Linked DNA regions of Hordeum vulgare: region 1 is linked to region 2. The links are chromatin contacts, called in public Hi-C maps. All regions are on one chromosome and are shown on one strand. The core of a region is the stretch at or near the end of the contact, and the rest is flanking DNA. Distances in the headings are between cores, read along the strand shown. Region 1 holds the start of LOC123398655 (WRKY transcription factor WRKY62-like). Region 2 has its middle 45 kb from the start of LOC123398327.

Region 1 (4,231 bases), core at 1,419-3,918, 130 kb after region 2:
TTTTTTCTGGTCTTGTAATCTATATTTTTGGTTTTTTGTTAAATTTTACGTAGTGATTCAATATAAATGTAACTATTTGTATTCCAAATGTAACATATTTGTAAATTAATCATAAGATTATCTCGGGCGATGAATAGAGTATATATATATAACAACACATTATTGCATATAAAATATACAAGATCCATAACATAGTAGCATGAAGCGGTCCAAAATTATAGATACGTTGAAGACGTACACATGCTTCATGATCCGGCAACGCTCCGCCGTCCAGAGCTAATCGTTGCTGGAGAATTAGAGGGAGAAGATTAGAACCACAAAGGGCTTCCAATTATGAGGACTAGAGAGGATTAGATCTAGCTCTAATTGGCTTACCAAAAATTAGAACTAGAGAACTAGAGGAGGCTCCAAAACTTGTGTGTCCAAAAGTGCCTAAAACCTCTAGTGTATATTGGTTGGACGAGAGGGGAGGGCACCACAAGGGGGGAGGAAACCTCCCCCCTTTGCCGACCAAGAGGAGAGGGACTTTCCCTCCAATTCGGTCTCCCATAGCTTGTCCAACAAGCTAGGTGGCGCCACAAGTGTTTTTGGGTGCTAGGGCCCAATAACTATCCACCACTTGGCCTTTTTCATATTTCTATGTCATGTTGATATTTAACTAATTATGAAATCCTCCTAATCATTATTAGAGCCTTATATAATTAATTTATCATTTCCAAAAACTTTTCCATCTATATATCAATTACGGTATTACCCTCTATACCTTGAACCCCTTTTGGTAACCCGGAAACGCTTCTGGGCATCTCGAAACTATTTTGAATATTAATGAAACTATTTCATAATTATTTTATCATAACTCTTGCTCCACTAACACTCAACAGATCGTGATTCCCTTAAACTTGTCACCCCGTAGGTTTGGTAAAATATAGACATGGACAAAACACTTTAATTGAATGATCGATGGCGGAACCATGGCCATGCATATCAATCCCTATGACTACACAAATGACATTCGGGTGAACCATTGGTTATCATGTGCTATTCCCTTTTCTTTGCTATACTTCACAAAACCCGAGGTGGGATATATCGGTATTTTTTTGAGTCATTATAATGCCCACTATACCAGTCTCCTCGCTGCCGGTTTTGTTCTTCCTTCCCGTTGACCTGTCCCGACATCCCTTTGACCTAGTCACCTGTGTCTAGCCACATGATGGTGTATGTCATCACACCGAGCAGCTCTAAGAATATCTCTCCATCGCCGGAGGAGAAAATCCCACTCTTGACCTATCTAACCCCTTGCCAGACTTCCCGATGAGCCTGTAAGTTGTCGTTATGATCTCCGTGTTACAGATGACCAAAAGTCTGTTGTATGGTTCGAAGAGACTACGATACTCGCATGGTCTAAGGAACTAAAGCATACGTTAACTCTCCATGTTATAACAATTGACATGCGGCGATTGTATCTCAAAGTATAACAAACGAGTTTGGGTTGATTCACTATGACTATTCTTCGAACGTCATATTCTTAATCGAAAGAAGAACATATATTGCGGAAAAGTAGAAAATGTTCATGCACTTAATTTTCTAATAGATATGTGTAATAAATATTCATCTTATATTATTTTGAAAAATATGTTCCTATTTTTTGGAAAATAGTTCTACACCTATAAGAAGATTCAAAAGGTTGTTCCTTCAAGTGTGGGTATATGCGCATGCAATTTTAAAATATATTCACTTATTTCCCCACAGATAGAAAGAAAAGTGAAAATTAAAGCCAAACAGGCATACCAAATAGTTTAAAAGGTAACATTAACTGGATTCAAAAATTAAAAAATGTAAAAATAAAATTCTTGAAAATGTGGGAAAGAAAAAGCACATGTTATTTACCCAGCATCGATGCATGCTTTTGACGGAATGGGGTCTATTCAAGGGTAGAATGGGAGGATTTACCCTAGCTTCTAGGTATTTTTCTTACCTTTTCAGAAATCTACCGTAGCATTTAGGTTCTCTGGACATGGGTTCGAGCTTTAGTTTACATCTTCTCCGTCGTCGTCAAGTCTTCGCTGCTCTAACGGTACCAGTCTTCGTCCACTTGCAAAATCAGTGATAAGCAATAATGCTCCACTTGCACGAAAAAGAACAACACCTCGTGTGCTGGCTACGGACATATAGTTAAGTTGAGATGGACAGCGAGTGCATTAGCAGTCAAATAAAAAACAAAAAGATGAATTTGTCTGAATGTTCTCTCGTGCAAACAACCTACTCCATAAGAAACCTTGAGGTCAAGGACGCGACTAAACGAAATAACCACTTCACACAAAGCTACATCGAATACGACGTCGTCACCCGCAACATGCGTACGTGTGTGTGTGTGTGCAGCTCTAGTACGCTATCCGCCGTCCTCTTCCTGACGTAGAAAAAAATGCGTCACAGAGGACGTTAGGCAGTGACGCTAGGGGATGACATGCTCACATGCGTGCACCTGGTGGTGAGCAAATCGGTCGCTTTCGTTCATCGGTCAAGTCAATGGATCGAAGAGGCAAAACATGAGAGCGAACGAACATGTACCTGCACGTACTGCATCAATCGATCTACTTACAGGGTCTAGGGCATCCCCACGGCACCGATCAATCGTTTATTCGCATTCTGCAACGTGCCTATACAAGGCCGTATATATCGACGCCTGGTGCAGTGTTGCTGAGGCCATGGACGACGGTTCGTCATGTCCGACCAACAGCGCCGGGCTTCTGCCGCTCTCCGCCGGCTCCCCGACGGTCGGTCCATGATCCCCCCTCATTGATGATCTCCATGTATTGTTTTTTCGTTTGTAGCTGCAGTCGTTGCTGATCACTGCGTTCTTGAACGCGGAGCAGGCTGAGGGTCTCGAAGAGAAGCTGAGGCGAGTGCGCGAGGAGAACCGGCGGCTGGCCGGCACACTGGGCGCCATACTCGCCGATCGCCCCGACCTGCGTGCTCTCATGAGGGCGCCAGCGTCAGCTGTCGCCTGCGCTAGGGCGCCGAGCGGCTCTGCCTCCAATGCAGCGAGGGAGGAGGCCGCCGGCGTGACGGTGGAGCCGCGGCCCAAGGTCAGGACGGTCTGCGCGCGCGCGGAGCCGGCCGACACCGACGCCAACCTTGTGAGTCGAACATCCTGCGACAATTGGCATTGCAACCACGCACGCCGTGTTGATCATCTGTCATATCTCGAGCCATGCATGACATGAACGGTGCTTTCTTTGCTGCTCGCTACTCGCGCAGAGCGTCAAGGACGGGTACCAGTGGAGGAAGTACGGGCAGAAGGTGACGCGCGACAACCCGCACCCAAGATCCTACTTCCGCTGCGCGTTTGCTCCATCTTGCCCCGTGAGGAAGAAGGTATCAATAGTGCTATCCCGTTAGCTATAGTGCCATCATGATCACGTACTCCCAGGTTTTAGGAAATCGTTGGCCAAACCGCCAATGTAATTCTTCGGTTTTGCTGAATTTTGATATGCATATAGGTGCAGAGAGACGCGGAGGACACGTCAAAGCTAGTGGCGACGTACGAGGGCGAGCACAACCACGCTAGATCCCCGGAGAGAGAATTCGTCTGCAACGAGTCCATAGCCATAGGCCACAGGCCGTGCTCAGTCTCCATTAACCCGTCCGGCCGGACGATCAGGCTAGAAGATATGACGAACCATGGGTCAGGATCGAGGCTGGACCTGGAGACTATCCGGAGGGAGGTTGTTACGCCTGAATTTCAGAAGCTTCTAGTGGAGAAGATGGTGAATTCGCTCAAGAATGATGCAGATTTCATGCATGCTCTAACGAATGCGGTGGCTGAGAGAATACTGGAAATTATTCCAGCCCGGCTAAGTTAATGTGCCAAGTAGTATTTAGGTGTGGATAGAAATATCGACACAATTTCTATTAAAGTTATAGTTTTTACGAGTTTTCTATTCCTCATTCAGCTAAAACTTGCTAATCGTCGGTCGATTTGAACACAGAGTAGTCAGGAGAGCAGATCAGAGGCCAAGCCAGGACGTAGCAGGAGACTTGCACGTCGTGGCTGTCCGTGGCATGGCCGTCAGAGGCGAGGATAAGTAGGGTCGGTCATGAGATTTTAGGGGTCCTAAACGAAACTAAAACTCGGAACCCTTAATATATATTTTTTGAAAAGGAGGAACCCTTAATATAGGCGTCACATAATAACAACAGTGAATATACATATGTATATATACATAACTAT
Region 2 (4,705 bases), core at 1,499-3,998:
TCGAGTCTTGTCCGTGTAGTACTTCTTATCGTGCAACCACAGTTCCCTGGATAATGGGTTCGGTATAGTCATTTGTAGACCTATTATCAGTCACACACCAAGTAGAGGGGCCGGTATGAAGGTATCCATGGCCTTGGAATAAATCTAGTCATCCGGTCAGGGGGCATGGGTGTTTCTGGTCTGGGACCGGGAGGGAGGGCACTCCCCGTTAGTGCACGATATAAATATTGTTGATCCCATGCTAGTTGAGGCCGGAGCCTCCCCGTCTTATAATTTTACCTTGGCAGCGTAGTCCGGGTGAATCTGGGCTTCGTGGAGGTAAAGTGGGTTTGTGACGATTCTGAGCGTCCACTTCTAAAATGTCGTACGGGAAACTAATCGTATTGACTATTGAAAACAGTGGGCTATGGGTAAAGAGTACACCCTCTGCAGAGTCAAAACTATTCGAGTAGCCGTGTCCCCGGTCAAGGACGTTGTTTGACGAGTCAAGTATCGGTCCTAGAGTCGGTCTTTGGAGTATACGTGTTATTAATAATATTGGATGTGGTGCACCATATGATGATGCAGGACATTATCATATCGTGTATTATTATTCTGGACTAACCATTATGATTCTCTTTGTTGGGTATCCTTGGGACGGTTCCACCTCCTGGATATTTAAAATTTTATTCTTATAAGCACTTTATGTGGTGTCGCTCAGACGCCCGACTGTGGTATTGTTTTTATTATTCTTATAAGCCCTTTATGTAGTGTCACTGAGACGCCCGACTGCGGCACATTGTTTTATTTTATCCATGCCCTTACTGTGGTGTCGCAGAGACGCCCGTTCGAGGCTTATTAATTATTTCATGCCCTGTGTGTGGTGTCGCGCAGACTCCCGACGGTGGCTTATTTTATTTTATTTTCTGTTATGGATATCTCGGGAGGACTACCGCCTGATTTATCCTCTAACTTATTTATTTTCTGCACTTATATTATGAATATAACTTGATCCTAACCATGCATAATAAAATCAACTGCATGCATTTCATCATTGTACAAACTGTTTGCGAGTACTTCTCGAAGTACTCACTGGCTTGTTGTTGTGGCCAGATATGGATGAAGGAGACCTCATGGATGAGAAGTTCGATAGAGAGTCCGATGTGTAGAGGAGTCCGAGTCAGTCTTGCGATCCTGGAGTCCGTCGCTGTTTTATTGCACCGCTTCCGCCACCTCGAATAAATTGTTGAGCTTCACTCTGAGGCTTAACGCGTAGTAGTAGTACTCGTCATGTCACATTACTCTGATGTGACATGTCCCCTTTATTTTCGCGAGCAGTAGAGTCACCCTAAGACCACTGTAACATTTCCATCTATCCTAAGACTTGAATGTGTTGTAATAATTTGTAGAGTGACCCTCGCTCTACTTGTAATATATTGAGTACTACTGGTTTTCTGCATCAAGTTGAGTTTGTCAGTGGGAAATATTTTCTTCACCCTGGACACGAATGGCTGATTTCCAATTAAATCTGTTATTTGGAAACCGGTCGTGAAAAAAAACTAGGTAGAAAGGAGGTATGCATGTATGTAATTTATTGCTAAAATTAATCCCATATACCTAAGAGAGTCATCCCTATAATTTATTTATCTCAACATGCAAACATATCATCTCATCATATAATTATGAATGAGATAAGACTCACCTCAACATGCAAATCATGCATGGGAAGGGACTCACCACAACATTCGACCATGCATGAAAAAATGTTTTTCACTTAATCATTCTACTTATATTCAATAAATATTGTTACAATTATACATGATCAAATATAACAAGTCATATGTATTTTAACTTCTGATTTCATCTTTATCAACTGTTGTCAACCAATTTCCACAACAACGCGTGGGGTATCATGTAGTTTGGTTAATCTGCTATAGCTGCATGCACTCTTAACACATGGTAGGGAGGGCAAGCTATTTAGATAAAAAATTGTGTGAATATGAATATTAGTATTATTAGTAATATGTTGCTTACCTTTAATCACATAATGTGTCATGAGTTATCACTTAAAAGAGAGTTAAAGAAATATAGGATAAGGAAACTACTCCCTCCGTTTCAAAAAGCTTGTTCCAATCTTGACCCTGGTGCTAGATACATTTATTTGAAGAACAAGTTTTTTCGACAAAATGGATAGATATGAAGGACCCACACATGCATGCAATAAATTGCTGTAAGTAATTTGGTTAGTGTGGCATGGCTGCATGTGTTATAAAATATGGTACTAGGAGAAGATATACTCCCTTCGTTTCTAAATATAATTCTTTTTAGAGCCTTCACTAGAGGATGTATATAGACATATTTCAGAATGTATATTTATTTATTTTGCTCCGTATCTAGCCCCCTAATAAAATCTTTATAAAAACTTATATTTAGGAACTGAGGAGAAGATACATGAGCTTTCATATGCACAAATATATTTTTATGTAAAAACGTTTTGAAACACAAATGAATATTTTATTGTATTATTTATATTGCGATGCTCTTTTTTCCCCAATATATGGAGTTTTCTAAGTATAAACTTTTTTTTAAAATGGACAATTATTTGGGATTGTGGGCTTAAGGCATCAAATAGGTAGGTGTGCTCTAGTTTTCCGGTTCTTTTCTTGTCCGGTCTCGTTGCTATCATGGGTCACGGCCAGTCTTTGTTCGCTCCTCGTTGCTCTCACGGGTCACAACTTGCAAAATGTATACCATCAATAATGCTCCACTTGCACAAACAAAACCTACAGACTCGAGGTCAAGGACGCGGCGATAGGAAATACTACTAGGTACACATTACAATATAATACAAGAAGTAAAGTAGAAGAGTGACCAGACGGAGTATTTTCCTTCAACGAAGCGATGATTAACGTGGATGCGTAAGAGCATCTACATTCAAAACTTATAAAAATGATACTTTAAACGTGTGGGGACGTGACCGAACGTGTCCGTATGAATTGACCGGACACATCTAAAAAAAAGTAATGCATCTGAATATTTTATATTAAATTTTTCAAATTTATATAAAAGCATGCAAACATATAGACCTACATACTACGTATAAACTATCTACGTCGGAGATTTAGATGATCTCCGTGCCCTACGATGGATAGATATGCGGCAGGTGCAGCTCCGCCCCTTCCGGTGCCTCTACTGCGCCCCCTCCGATGCCTCCGGTTGATCCGTTGCGGCTTCCTTTGCCGCTATTTTTGCCTCAAGCTCGTCGAAAAGGGCGTCGGCACCCGCCTGCCTCTGCCGGATGTGCCGACGATTGGACTCCACCTCGGCCTCATCCCGGATAGAATCCAGGATGACCTGCTGCTCCGTCATCTTGTCAGCTTGGGCGACGACGAACTCCACCCCCGCCTTCGCCATGTTCAAGCCTAGAGCATGGATCTCCGGGCGTCCTCCTTCTTCTGGACGTCCTCCTCCATGGCCCCCGACACCTCCTCCTCCGGTTGCTCCGCCTCCTCCTCCATTTTCGACGAGTCCTAAGGGAGACCCCCAGCAATGCAGGCGACGCGTGAGCCTGGATCTCTGCCTCGATCTGCATTCGATACTCCGATGTGAGCCGATCGTAGGTGCTGATCCTACAACGGACAATACTGAGGCCGAGAAGGGGGGGGGAGGGGGAGGAGGCCGATGGGATTGAGTGACAACGAAGGGAGGAAGGATGTGAATCTGCTAGGGCTAGGGGATGCAAACAGTCTTAAGTAGCCGGCTATGGCCTCGGGCGGCGAGTGGGAGCGGCGCCACTCACACCACGGCAACGATCGAGGCGCACGTCAGACCTTTGGGTTTTTGGACGAGTCCGCATGGGACCACGTCGTCAGGACGGCGTGGCGGGCGTGCCCGGACTGCCCTATATCCGCCTCATGTTAGGGTTGGATATGAGGAATGCCGGTCAGCCCGGGTGTTTGAGGTCTGTATGAAGGACCTGACTGGATAATGTTTTGTGACCGGTCGACTTGTCCGAATGTTAGAGACTGATATAAGAGCAACTCCAACCGGCTGACCCAAACGGACGCGCACTATGTCCGTATTTTGTCCGTTTGGGTTGGCCCGATGGACATCTGTGTCCGCTTTTGCAATTGGGTCCGCGCTTGCGCTCGAGCGACCCATTTTTAGATGACCTGAAAAAATATATAAGTAAATATTTTAAAAATATGGAAAACCATTAATTAAATATTTAATGCGGCCTGGAAGGCCGGCGATAGTCCACATTACATTAAACATAAAATTAAATAAACTAAAAATGAGGAGACGCGCTGCCCTAGGCGTCCTCTTTGTCATCGTTGTTGGGGACGATAAGGCAGCGTAACATCGAGGTAGGGGGGGAGGAGTACGCGGTGCCCTCAACGCCACCTCGCCTGGTGCACTCGTATGCTGACCCGCTGGCGAGGCGGACGGGAAGACGCTGGCGACGGGAGCGCGCAGACAGGGATGACGGGGAACTTGCCCTTGTCTTTGCTAGAGAAGAAACGCATGATGACTATGATTTGCCGTCGGCGGGGGAGCAGCGGGTGGCTAGATGTGGATGGAGACGACTTCTGAAAGAGGATGAGCACCCCTCCCCCTCCCCGCGCGCACGCTCGGATGAAAAAAGGACGTATGTGGGTCGCTGATGCGTGGGTCCGTGATGGACGGTCATTGATAATAAAGACAATGTTGATTTTGACTAGGCGCC

Evidence for each region. Hi-C and Micro-C count contacts between places; a contact is called where the count stands out from the background.
Region 1: a Hi-C map of leaf shows a contact between it and region 2, with 4 times the contacts expected there. The contact joins the promoter of LOC123398655 here to the enhancer-like site in region 2. A contact is called at or near these places in 3 of 6 Hi-C or Micro-C datasets (leaf and seedling).

What each region holds. Positions count from the first base shown.
Region 1 is chr5H:445,893,730-445,897,960 of MorexV3_pseudomolecules_assembly, forward strand. It overlaps LOC123398655 (WRKY transcription factor WRKY62-like), which reads left to right and starts at 2,669. Exons shown (of 4, transcript XM_045093106.1): 1 at 2,669-2,774; 2 at 2,874-3,137; 3 at 3,259-3,375; 4 at 3,501-4,018. The coding sequence starts at 2,706. The coding sequence ends at 3,863.
Region 2 is chr5H:445,766,558-445,771,262 of MorexV3_pseudomolecules_assembly, forward strand. No RefSeq gene overlaps it. Among protein-coding and RNA genes, the nearest start is that of LOC123398327, 45 kb to the left of the region's middle. Within about 2 kb of position 2,749, at least 1 of the 3 cell types and tissues checked has open chromatin away from gene starts, as enhancers often do. A contact at or near this core is called in leaf, where this site is marked.